Linked DNA regions of Sus scrofa: region 2 is linked to region 1. Evidence: chromatin contacts called from public Hi-C data. All regions are on one chromosome and are shown on one strand. Each heading gives the region's core, a stretch centred on a gene start, on an enhancer-like site or on the middle of the called end of the contact. The rest is flanking DNA. Distances are from core to core; before and after follow the strand shown.

Region 1 (4,983 bases), core at 2,033-4,532:
GCAAGGGCAGGGACCGAACCCTCAACCTCATGGTTCCTAGTCGGATTCGTTAACCACTGCGCCACGACGGGAACTCCTCCATTTCTTAATTATTATGAACAGTGCTGCCAAGAACATTTGCACACAAGTTTTTATGTGAACATATTTTTTCATTTCTCTTGGATATTTACCTAGAATTGAAATCGTCAAGTCATACGGCAACTTAATGTTTAACATTTTGAGAAACTGCTGGACTGTTTTCTACAGCAGCTGCACCATTTCACATTCTTACCATCACTATGTGATGGTTCCAGTCTCTGTACGTATTTGCCAGCACTAGTTATCATCCTTTTTTATTATATCCATCCTTGTGTGTATGAAGTGGTAGCTCACTGCGGGTTTGATTTGCATTTCCCTGACAGCTAATGATGTTGAACATCATGCTTTTTGGCCTTTGTATATCTTGTTTGCTGTACTATCTATTCAAATCCTTTGCCCATTTTTAAATTGGGTTTTTTTTAAAAATTGAGTTGTAAGTGCCCTTTGTGTATTCTAAATATAAGTCCCTTATCAGACATGTTACTTTCAATATGTTTCTTCTCTTCTGTGGGTTGCTTTTCACTTTTTAATAGTGTCCTTTAAATTAAATTTAATTAATTTTAAAAAGTTTGACATTTTGGTGAAATCCCATTTTCCCATATTTCTTTATTGCTTGAGCTTCTAATGTTATATCTAAGAAACCATTGATCAGCCCAAGATCATGAAGAATTACACCTTAATTTTCTTCTGAAAGTTTAATAGTTTTAGCTTTTATATTTAGAACTTGACCTATTTTGAGTTAAATTTTGTATATGATGTGACATGAGGGTCCAAATTCATTTTTTGTCCACCATAATTTGTTTCTTTTCTTTTCTTTCTTTCTTTCTTTCTTTTTTTTTTTTTTTTTTTGTCTTTTGTCCTTTTTTAGGGCCACACCCAGGGCAAATGGAGGTTCCCAGGCTAGGGGTCTAATCAGAGCTACAGCTGCCAGCCTACGCCACAGCAACTTGGGATCTGAGCCACGTCTGTGACCTACACCACAGCTCATGGCAATGACAGATCCTTAACCCGCTGAGCAAGGCCAGGGATCGAACCCACAACCTCATGGTTCCTAGTCGGATTCATTTCTGCTGCGACATGATGGGAACTCCTCTCCACCATAATTTGTTGAAAAGACTCTTCTTCCACTACTAAATTTTCTAGGCACTCTGGTTGAAAATCAATTGTCTGTAAATGTGAGGGTTCATTTCTGTACTATCAATTCTATCCCTTTGGTCTATATGTCCTTATGCTAGTATCACATTGTCTTGATTCCTACAGCTTAATAGTAAGAATTGAAATCAGGAAGTGTAAGGCCTCAAATTTTATCCTTCCTTTTCAAGATTGTTTTGATTATTCTGAGTTCGTTGCATTTCCATATGAATTTTGGGATCAGCTTGTCAATTTCTGCAAGGAAACCATCTGAGATTTTGACAGAGATTCTGTTGAGCCTGCAGATCAGTTTAGGAACTATTGCCCATCTTAACAATATGAAGTCTTCCAATATGAACACAGGCTATTTTTCCATTTCTTTAGGTATTCTTTAATTTCATTCGACAATATTTTATAGTCTTGGACTTTTAAAATAAATTCATTTGTGGAGTTCCCTGTTGTGGCTTAGTGGGTTAAGAACCCAACTAGTGTTTTTGAGGATGAGAGTTCGATCCCTAGCTTTGCTCAGTGGATTAAGGATCCAGCCTTGTTGCAAGCTGCAGCGTAGGTCACAGATCATAGCTGTGGCTTGGATCCAGTGTTGCTGTGTCTGTGGCATAGCCTTCAGCTGCAGCTCCAATTAGATCCCTAGCCTAGGAACTTCCATTTGCCAGAGGTGCGGCCATAAAAAGAAAAAGAAAAAAAAAGATCGTAGCTTTATAAATCATTCTGCTTCATTAAAGTATGAATTCTTCCTTCCAGTATAAATGAAAACCCACACAGATCAGACAAGACAGCTAGCAGGGCACCTAGCACAAAGGTGGTATTTTCTAGAGGGCAATACTACATCCTGAGGTTATCCTTTGTGTCCCACCATCCATAGTAACCTGGGATTATGGATAGCTAATAATTAGTTTTACCACTATTGAGCACTCAACATAAAAGGATTATTTTTCTAACCAAACACCCAAAGATAACAATAAAATGTTTTAAAACATAAGATTATATTTTAGCACCTTATTATCTCCATGGGTAAATGTTAGATGTGGAATTGTTGGACCGAAATATCAAATATTTTTATTTTTAAGCAATTTACAAAGTTGCCCTTCAGATGATGTTCACCAACACAATCAACAAGAGCAGGGAAGAATGCATGTCCCCAATCCCTTAACAAATCTGGTACACGTTTTTATGTAATCAAATCCATCAACGCTGTCCTTATCTGTTCTTCTCTCTGTTACTACATTTTTAAAGGCCTTCCATACAAAAAGCTTATGTAGAAGCAGAGGCTGGTTATTCAGAGCTTGTTATAACAAGGGAGCTAGCCACCATAACTTGTATTTGGCAGAGACTAAAGGCAAGCAGGGGAATGGGAAAGCTTTGGAGTGAAAAGGGGAAGACCAAGTTTTCACTGATTGGACGTCGTTGGCATGGAAAAACTGGAGGCATGTAGCTAGAAGCAGTCTCATTTAATGTGATTGATTTGGGAAGCATATTTAGATTTCTCTAGTTGGCAAAGCAAAAATAAGGAGTCTGGCAGTCATTGATCAAATCCTGAAGATTGCTGTAAAGACTGGGGTTTGGCTTCTGGGGCTGCTTGCTACAGAGGTTGTGGGTCATAATTCTATTGTCATATATGGTCTGCTCATTGTCCGTTATGTATTCAGTCTCTCCCTTGGGGGGAAGAAAAAGAATCGTTCTTTCATTCTGCTTCAAATATAATTTAATTTTTAGATCTAAATATTTAACTCAGAAAATTTGTGCATGTCAGGGAAAAGGGATAATTTCACTTTAACGGGAACGTTTTTCCTAGTTTTTTTCTGAAGTGCAACATTCTACTGTTTGTACCGTCTTTCAATGTAATTTAAGAGGAACGTTTTCAAGACTCCACCCCCGAACCGCCCAACCCATTAAAAAAAAAAAAAAAAGCTCCTGTGGTTTTTATTAAAATTCCTTCCTCGACCATCTTCTCGGGAAGAAGGAAAAGGACAAAAGGGCCAGGAGAGGTTCGGGGGGACCTGCCAGAGGGAGGCGGCGGGCAGCTGGCAGATGCCCGCTGGTGGGCGGGGTGCGGAGGCGGAGCTCAGGTGACGCGACGGTCACGTGACCGCCGGGCGCCGAAGTGGGCACCGGTCCGGGTGCCCGCCCTCCCTCCCTGCGGTCGGACCCGGAGCCGTCTGCGAGCCCCTAATTGTTGCTCCAGGTTTTTTCAGGTCAGTGTGAGAGCTCTCGTCGCTGCCTGCGGGACACCGGGAGAGGAGGAACGAGCAGGGAAAGGAAAAAGATTGGGAATAGGGTCCGGGTCGCGGGGAGCTGGCCCGAGTGTAGATAGAGATGGCGGTGGGAAAACGGCTAAGGGGGATCCAGCGGCCGTTGGGCGGAGGGTGGGGAAGGCAGACACCCCAAGTACTCATTCTCCCTTTTTCCGCACCTCCTCTTCTCTGCCCTCCGTCCATTTTGGAGCGTGAGATCGGGAGTTGGGGGTCGCCCCAGCAGTGAGACAGTGGAAATAACCCCCCTCTGCCACTCCGTCCGTAGAGTAAAAAGTTGACCTCAAGGGTGGAGAGGCGAGTTGCCTCTGGGGTAGAAGGGCGCAGAGATCCAAAATTAGTTTGGAAAACATCCTAGTCTGGCGCCCGAGGCGTGAAAAGAAATGGCGGCTGGGGTGCGGGGGGGCGGAGGAGATGGGGGAGGGAGACGTTGGGCGAGGAGGGCCGGGATTCAGGAAAGGGACCCAAGTCCCTGTGCATCCACCGGACGCCCAGCCGCGGTCTCCTGTCTGTCTGCAGGTCTGTGAGGCTGTTGTTCCCAGCACCGTGCTGGGCTCCATAAAGACGAGGAGCCTGTCCAGAATCCCCGCAGGTCAGTGAAGTAGGGGAGCACTGGACAGCGACCCAGAGGGGTGCAGAGTGCGGAGGGCGCGGCCTGGGCAGAATTGGGGACCCCGCTGTCCACTTCCCAACACATCTTCACACACTCTGCCATGCTGAGCAAACGTTGGGGGAAAATGGCAGGGCCTGCAACAGAAATGATTGGCTCCTGTGTGTGGGAGGAATGGTGGGGTAAAGGGTGGGCAGAAGGCACACTAGGAGGGCTGGGCCAGGTCTGGGGATCCCAGAAAGGAGCGAGAAGCAAATCCTACCATCCCAACCTGCAGTCCACCCCCAGCCCTCAGTCTCCCTTGTCTCCTCTTTGTCTTCTCTTCCCCCTACCCCACCCCCAGGACAGGAGAAAGAGGGGACATCTCAACATGGAAAAACTCTGCAATGAAAATGAAGGAAAGCCTGAGAACCATGGAAAGATGGAAGAGGAAGAAGAGCCACAGGATGCGGGAAAGCCAGGAGTAGCTTGTGCCGTGGCAGACAAGGAAAAGTTAGAAAACAAGGGAAGGACAGATCACAGGGGAAAGCCAGAAGATGAGGAAGTTCTAAAGGATAAGGAAAAGCCAGAGAGTGAGGCAAAGCCCAAAGAAGGAAAGCCAGAGAGCCAGGGAAAGCCAGTGGGCGAGGGCAAACCAAAAGAAGGAAAAGCAGAGAGTGAGGCAAAGCCAGAGAGCCAGGGAAAGCCAGTGAGTGAGGGCAAGCCCAAAGAAGAAAAGCCAGCCAGCGAGCCAAGGGCTGCAGGAAAGCGCCCAGCTGGGGATGATATACCCAGGAAGGCCAAAAGAAAAACCAACAAGGGGCTGGCTCAGTGTCTCAAGGAATACAAGGAGGCCATACACGATATGCATTTGAGCAATGAGGAGATGATAAGAGAATTTGACGAGATGGCCAG
Region 2 (4,884 bases), core at 1,463-3,962, 44 kb after region 1:
CAGGGAGGTTAAACCTGAAAAAAGAGTGTTGATAAGAACCTAATTGTTTAAGGATTAAATGAGATAGCATATTAAAAGTGCCTAGTACAGGGAGTTCCCGTCATGGCGCAGCAGAAACAAATCTGACTAGGAACCATGAGGTTGTGGGTTCCATCCCTGGCCTCGCTCAGTGGGTTAAGGATCTGGCGTTGCCGTGAGCTGTGGTATAGTTCGAAGACGCATCTTGGATACTGCTTTGCTGTGGCTGTGGCTGTGGCCAGCAGTTGTAGCTCCGATTTGACCCCTAGCCTGGGAACCGCCATATGCCATGGGTGTGGCCCTAAAAAAAGCAAAAAAAAAAAAAAAAAAAAAAGAGTGACTAGTACAGGGTTCCTCTGTAGCTCAGTGGGTTATGGACCAAGTGTTCTCAATGCTGCAGCTCAAGTTGCTGTTGTGGCAAAGGTCTGATCCCTGGCCTGGGAACTTCCACATGCTGTGGGTATGGCCAAAAAGAGAAAAAAAAAGTGCTTAGTGCAGTGTCTGGCATTAATGTTAATAATAAAAGAATGATAACAGTATTATTAGCACTATGTCATACTCATTATTGTTACTATTATTATAGTTAACATTTACAGAGTGCTTTCTTTCTGCTAGGCACTACCCCAGGTCCTTTACACATACTGACTCATTTATTCCTCTTACGAATCCTATGAAGTAGGTACTAGTATGTCTCTAATTTTGCAGATGAGGCAGTAGAGTTACAGAAAGGTCAAGTATATTGCCCAGTGTGTCTCACAGATGGGCAGGGGAAAGAAACAGGACATTCACTTTGGCAATGTCAGGCTGTCAAGGGTGAAAGGCACTTTTGTATTTTATAATTGCTTTGTAACACTCCAGAGGGCAGAACCAGGAGCAATGAATGTAATCTACTGGGAGGCAGATTTCAACTCAAAGAAAAAAAATGATTAGAACTGTTTGAAATTTTAATGGAGTGTCTTTTAAGGTAGTGAATTCTCCATCGCAGGATGTAAGGAAAAAAAATATAGAAATGAATGAATGAATGAATGATGCTCCTCTTGGAAAGAAACTATACAAATCATGAAGCCAACCCTTGGTGAAAAGAATAAAGAAGGTATAGTGAAACTTGATTTAAAAGACACACATCATTGAAAAACTGAAAAGCAAAACAGTTATAGAAAAGATATAAAGGTGAGCTAATATTTATCTTGCTGCTATCTCAAAGCAAATTAGGTGTTGGAGAAAAACAACAAAAAGCTCTTTTTAATTTTTTTTAACGGCTGCACCCGAGGCATATGGAAGTTCCCCAGGCCAGGGATTGAATCCAAGTGGCAGCTGTGACCTGTGCTGCAGCTGTAGCAACGCTGGATCCTTTAACTCACTGTGCCTGGTCAGGGATGGAACCTGCATCCTTGCAGTGACCCCAGCTGCTGCAGTTGCATTCTTAACCCACTATGCCACAGTGGGAACTCCAACAAAAAGCTCTTAAAATGGGAAATTCCACCTACGAATTTCTGTTTGGAAACTTACTAGACAGCCCAGGATCCTCACCAACCTAATGGTCACCTACCCTGAAAGTGTAAAATACAGAGAGGTGAGGTATAGTCTTCTCTCTGGAAGAAAGGGCATTTGCATGTGAAAATAGAATCCAAGCTGATAATGAGATGCAGGCATGTTGTTGAAGATCATAAAACACCCTTAGATCCAAAAGTACATGCTGTAATAACAACTGTGTATGTTAGCATGATTTTAATCCTGCTGCTCTGTGTTTGGTCCACAGAATTGTTGCATAGTTTAATATAAATGTCGTTCGTCTATGCTGAATCTATCTTCCAGGTGTAGCAGTCCTAGGACCCACATATTCATTCATATGCAATGAATTAATATAAACTTCCTCAACCAGTAACACCAGCAGGTTGTTGGTTAAAGATTTAGGGTCCCATCAAAATGTCCTTCTTCTATAATAAATAATAATTACTGAATAGTATATATATAGCACATATAACATAATACATATGTAATATATATAAATACATAATACATATATAGAAACTCCATGCTCTCCACCAAAAATGCTCCCATTTTAGATAAGTTTTCAAACTATTTGTACTCAGATGCACACATGTGTATTTTGATTTCTGATAAAGTACTCGGGCAATTTTAGATTTATGTACCTCACAAACTTTACTCTTTATAGAGTTCTAAAACTGAATGATTACTAATTTAGACTGGAACTTCTATTTGTGATTTAGATCTGGAGACTTAAGAAAATCCATGAAGTCAAGTGAAAGTGTATCTCCCATGAAAGTGACAAGAGATGAAAACCTTGTTGACAGAGCTACATGGACATGATGGAGTTATGGATGTGGTTTAAAACTGGAAGAGGTGGCATATGATGGTGACTCATTAAGAAGAAATAGTCAAAATTTCAGTGCAGGATCCGTAGTGGAAATAGTGGGCCTTGGTAGCTGATGACAGGAGAATGAGGGAGAGAGGCGTTATCAGGGGAAGAGGCAGAGAGGACGAGGCAATAACCCTTAAGACTGGATGCTGACCGGCTCCGGTAACTAGGAAAAGGCAAATATAAACAAAGAAGGGTGAGTTTGTGGGTCTGGTGTGTTGGGGGTCAGGAAATACTGGCTGGTAGCTGCAGCTCGGCCGGCGGTCAAAGTGGTAACTGGGGATCTGAGCTCGGCGGTGACGCGCCGCCCTCACGTGACCAGAGCCCGTGTCTGCCCAAGTCCCTCTCGCCCTGGTCCTTTTTGCCTGTCCAGACACCATCTGCCTATTGCCCTTTGCTCGAGGGGAAAAGCAGAAGGAAGTAAGTCCCCTCCGCCCTCTTAAATCGGTGTGAGTGTCGGTGCTGCCCAGTAACCCCAGGGATTGAGATGGCACAGCGTCCAGGCCTTTCCCCGTGCCCAGCCCCGCCCCCTGCGCCCACATTTCGGTGCAGAAATTGGTGGTTTAAGGGGTGGGGTGGGGAGGTGAGTGCCACCCACCCCCGGGAAGGAAACACGGACACTTAGAAATAGCGTCTAAGCAAATCCTTCGCTTCCACTTACCGCCTGAAAAGAAATGACGAGCATGGGGGGGGGGGGGCGCAGGGAGGGCAAGGAGGACGAAGCTTTGAGATGGTGGGGGGAAGAAGACGGGGGCCGGCGTGGGGGCGGCGGCTGGTGCCCAGAAAAGGGGCGTGTGTGGCAGTCCTTCCCTCCTCCCCGCTCCCCGCCCCCTACCCTGTCTCGGCGTCTGTCTGCAGGTCTGAAGGTCACGGCGGGGCACCTCGAAGAGGGGACGCCTAGGAGCCAGCCGCCGGGAGAGGTCCAGGTCGGGGAAGGGGTGGGCAGCGGACGGGGCTGGAGTGTGAGCGAGGGCGCTGGAGGGAGCCGGGGCCGCGGCCCCAGTGGCCCGCCCCGCCCCTGCTGCGGCGGGAGAGGCCTGTGCGGCAAGGCCTGCCGGGAAAATGGTGGGCTTTCGGGGAGGAGGGGGCGACAAGGTGCGGAGGCGGGGGAGGTGCGGAACCCGACGCGGCCCAGTGCCCCGGGCCGGAGAGCCTCTCCGACAACCTAGGTTGGAGGACCTGGGCCCAGACTCGGGAAGAGGCAGGTTTTGGAACCCGTGGGCGGGGTTTGGGTCCAGACGCCCCAGATTCTGACTCGCCTCTGCCTTTCTTGTCTCCTGTGAATAACTGTGCTTAAAAAAGACCATCCCGATCATGGAAAAAGCCTGCCAAGAGCCTGAGGAGCAGCCACAGAGCTCGCCCAGGTCGGATGAGGAGCGGCCTCCTGGGGATCACTCTCCCGAAAAGTCGTCCCCGGAGGAGGCGTCTTCGGACGAGCAGTCCTCGGAGGAGGAGTTCTTTCCCGAGGAACTCCTTCCCGAGCTCCTTCCAGAGATGCTCGTGTCGGAGGAGCGCCCTCCGCAGGAGCGCCTGTCTAGGAAGGACCTTTTTGAGGAGCGCCCTCCCATGGAGCAGCCTCCTTGCGGGGTGGGCAAACATAAGCTAGAAGAGGGGAGCTTTAAAGAAAGGCTGGCTCGCTCCCGCCCGCAATTTAGAGGGGACATACACGGTAGAAATTTAAGCAACGAGGAGATGATAAAGGTAGCAGAGGAGATGGAAGAGATGAAGCGAGTCCGAAACAAGTTGATGATCATGCACTGGAAGGCAAGGCGGAACCGCCCTTATCCCATTTAACGTGTTCGGCCTTTAATTCTGTTTTGCCTGATCCAAGGATTATCACCCGAACTTTGCTTTTTCTCAACTATCCTAGCCCATCTTCATCATTTTTACTTTGCGCGTGGCTTTGAGGTGTTTCGCTTGTAACTGGCATAAAATTGCCCCCCCACCTGCAAGTCCCCCTCTTTCAATGATGAGTTTCCTCCGTTTGCATGGAAAGATGTACATTATATATTGTGAAGCGAAAAAAGCGGTTTTCAAAAAGTATATGTAGCATCCCATTTTGTAAAAATGTATATTTATATATTAATATGCAAAGAAAAACTGAAAATATATACTTCGAAGGCTTAACAGTGGCTGTGTGGTAAGATAACAGGTTGATTTTTCATTTTTGCTTCAATTGAATTTCTCATTTTTTTTCAAGAGGAACACATTTTACATGTGTTGCAAAAAAACCCCAATATAATGGGAAAAAATTGTAAAGCAATTTAAAAAACTGTCAGCTTATGAAGACTTAATGTGGCACTTAATAAATAATTGTCAGAATTTTAAAAAAGAAAGTAAATCCCGTTTTTTTCTGAATCTCTTAGGCAGAAATATAAACCAGTACTCAATATATTTAAGGGTCATTCTTTTCTCATCGAAATAGGTATAGGACTTGATTGATTTATGAGGCTGCTGCGGAACCAAATGAGGTAAAGGTCTTGGGA

What was found. A called contact is a pair of places that touch in the nucleus more often than the background predicts.
Region 2: a Hi-C map of embryonic fibroblasts shows a contact between it and region 1, with 5 times the contacts expected there. The contact joins the promoter of TCEAL1 here to the promoter of TCEAL4 in region 1. A contact is called at or near these places in 1 of 5 promoter capture datasets (liver), 5 of 47 Hi-C or Micro-C datasets (embryonic fibroblasts, epiblast stem cells, fetal heart ventricle and 2 more) and 2 of 2 datasets of contacts at active chromatin or transcription factors (alveolar macrophages and skeletal muscle).

What each region holds. Positions count from the first base shown.
Region 1 is chrX:84,471,950-84,476,932 of Sscrofa11.1, forward strand. It overlaps TCEAL4 (transcription elongation factor A protein-like 4), which reads left to right and starts at 3,283. Exons shown (of 3, transcript XM_005657895.3): 1 at 3,283-3,422; 2 at 3,999-4,071; 3 at 4,438-4,983. The coding sequence starts at 4,460.
Region 2 is chrX:84,516,287-84,521,170 of Sscrofa11.1, forward strand. It overlaps TCEAL1 (transcription elongation factor A protein-like 1), which reads left to right and starts at 2,713. Exons shown (of 3, transcript XM_003135265.5): 1 at 2,713-2,818; 2 at 3,257-3,324; 3 at 3,701-4,734. The coding sequence starts at 3,713. The coding sequence ends at 4,192.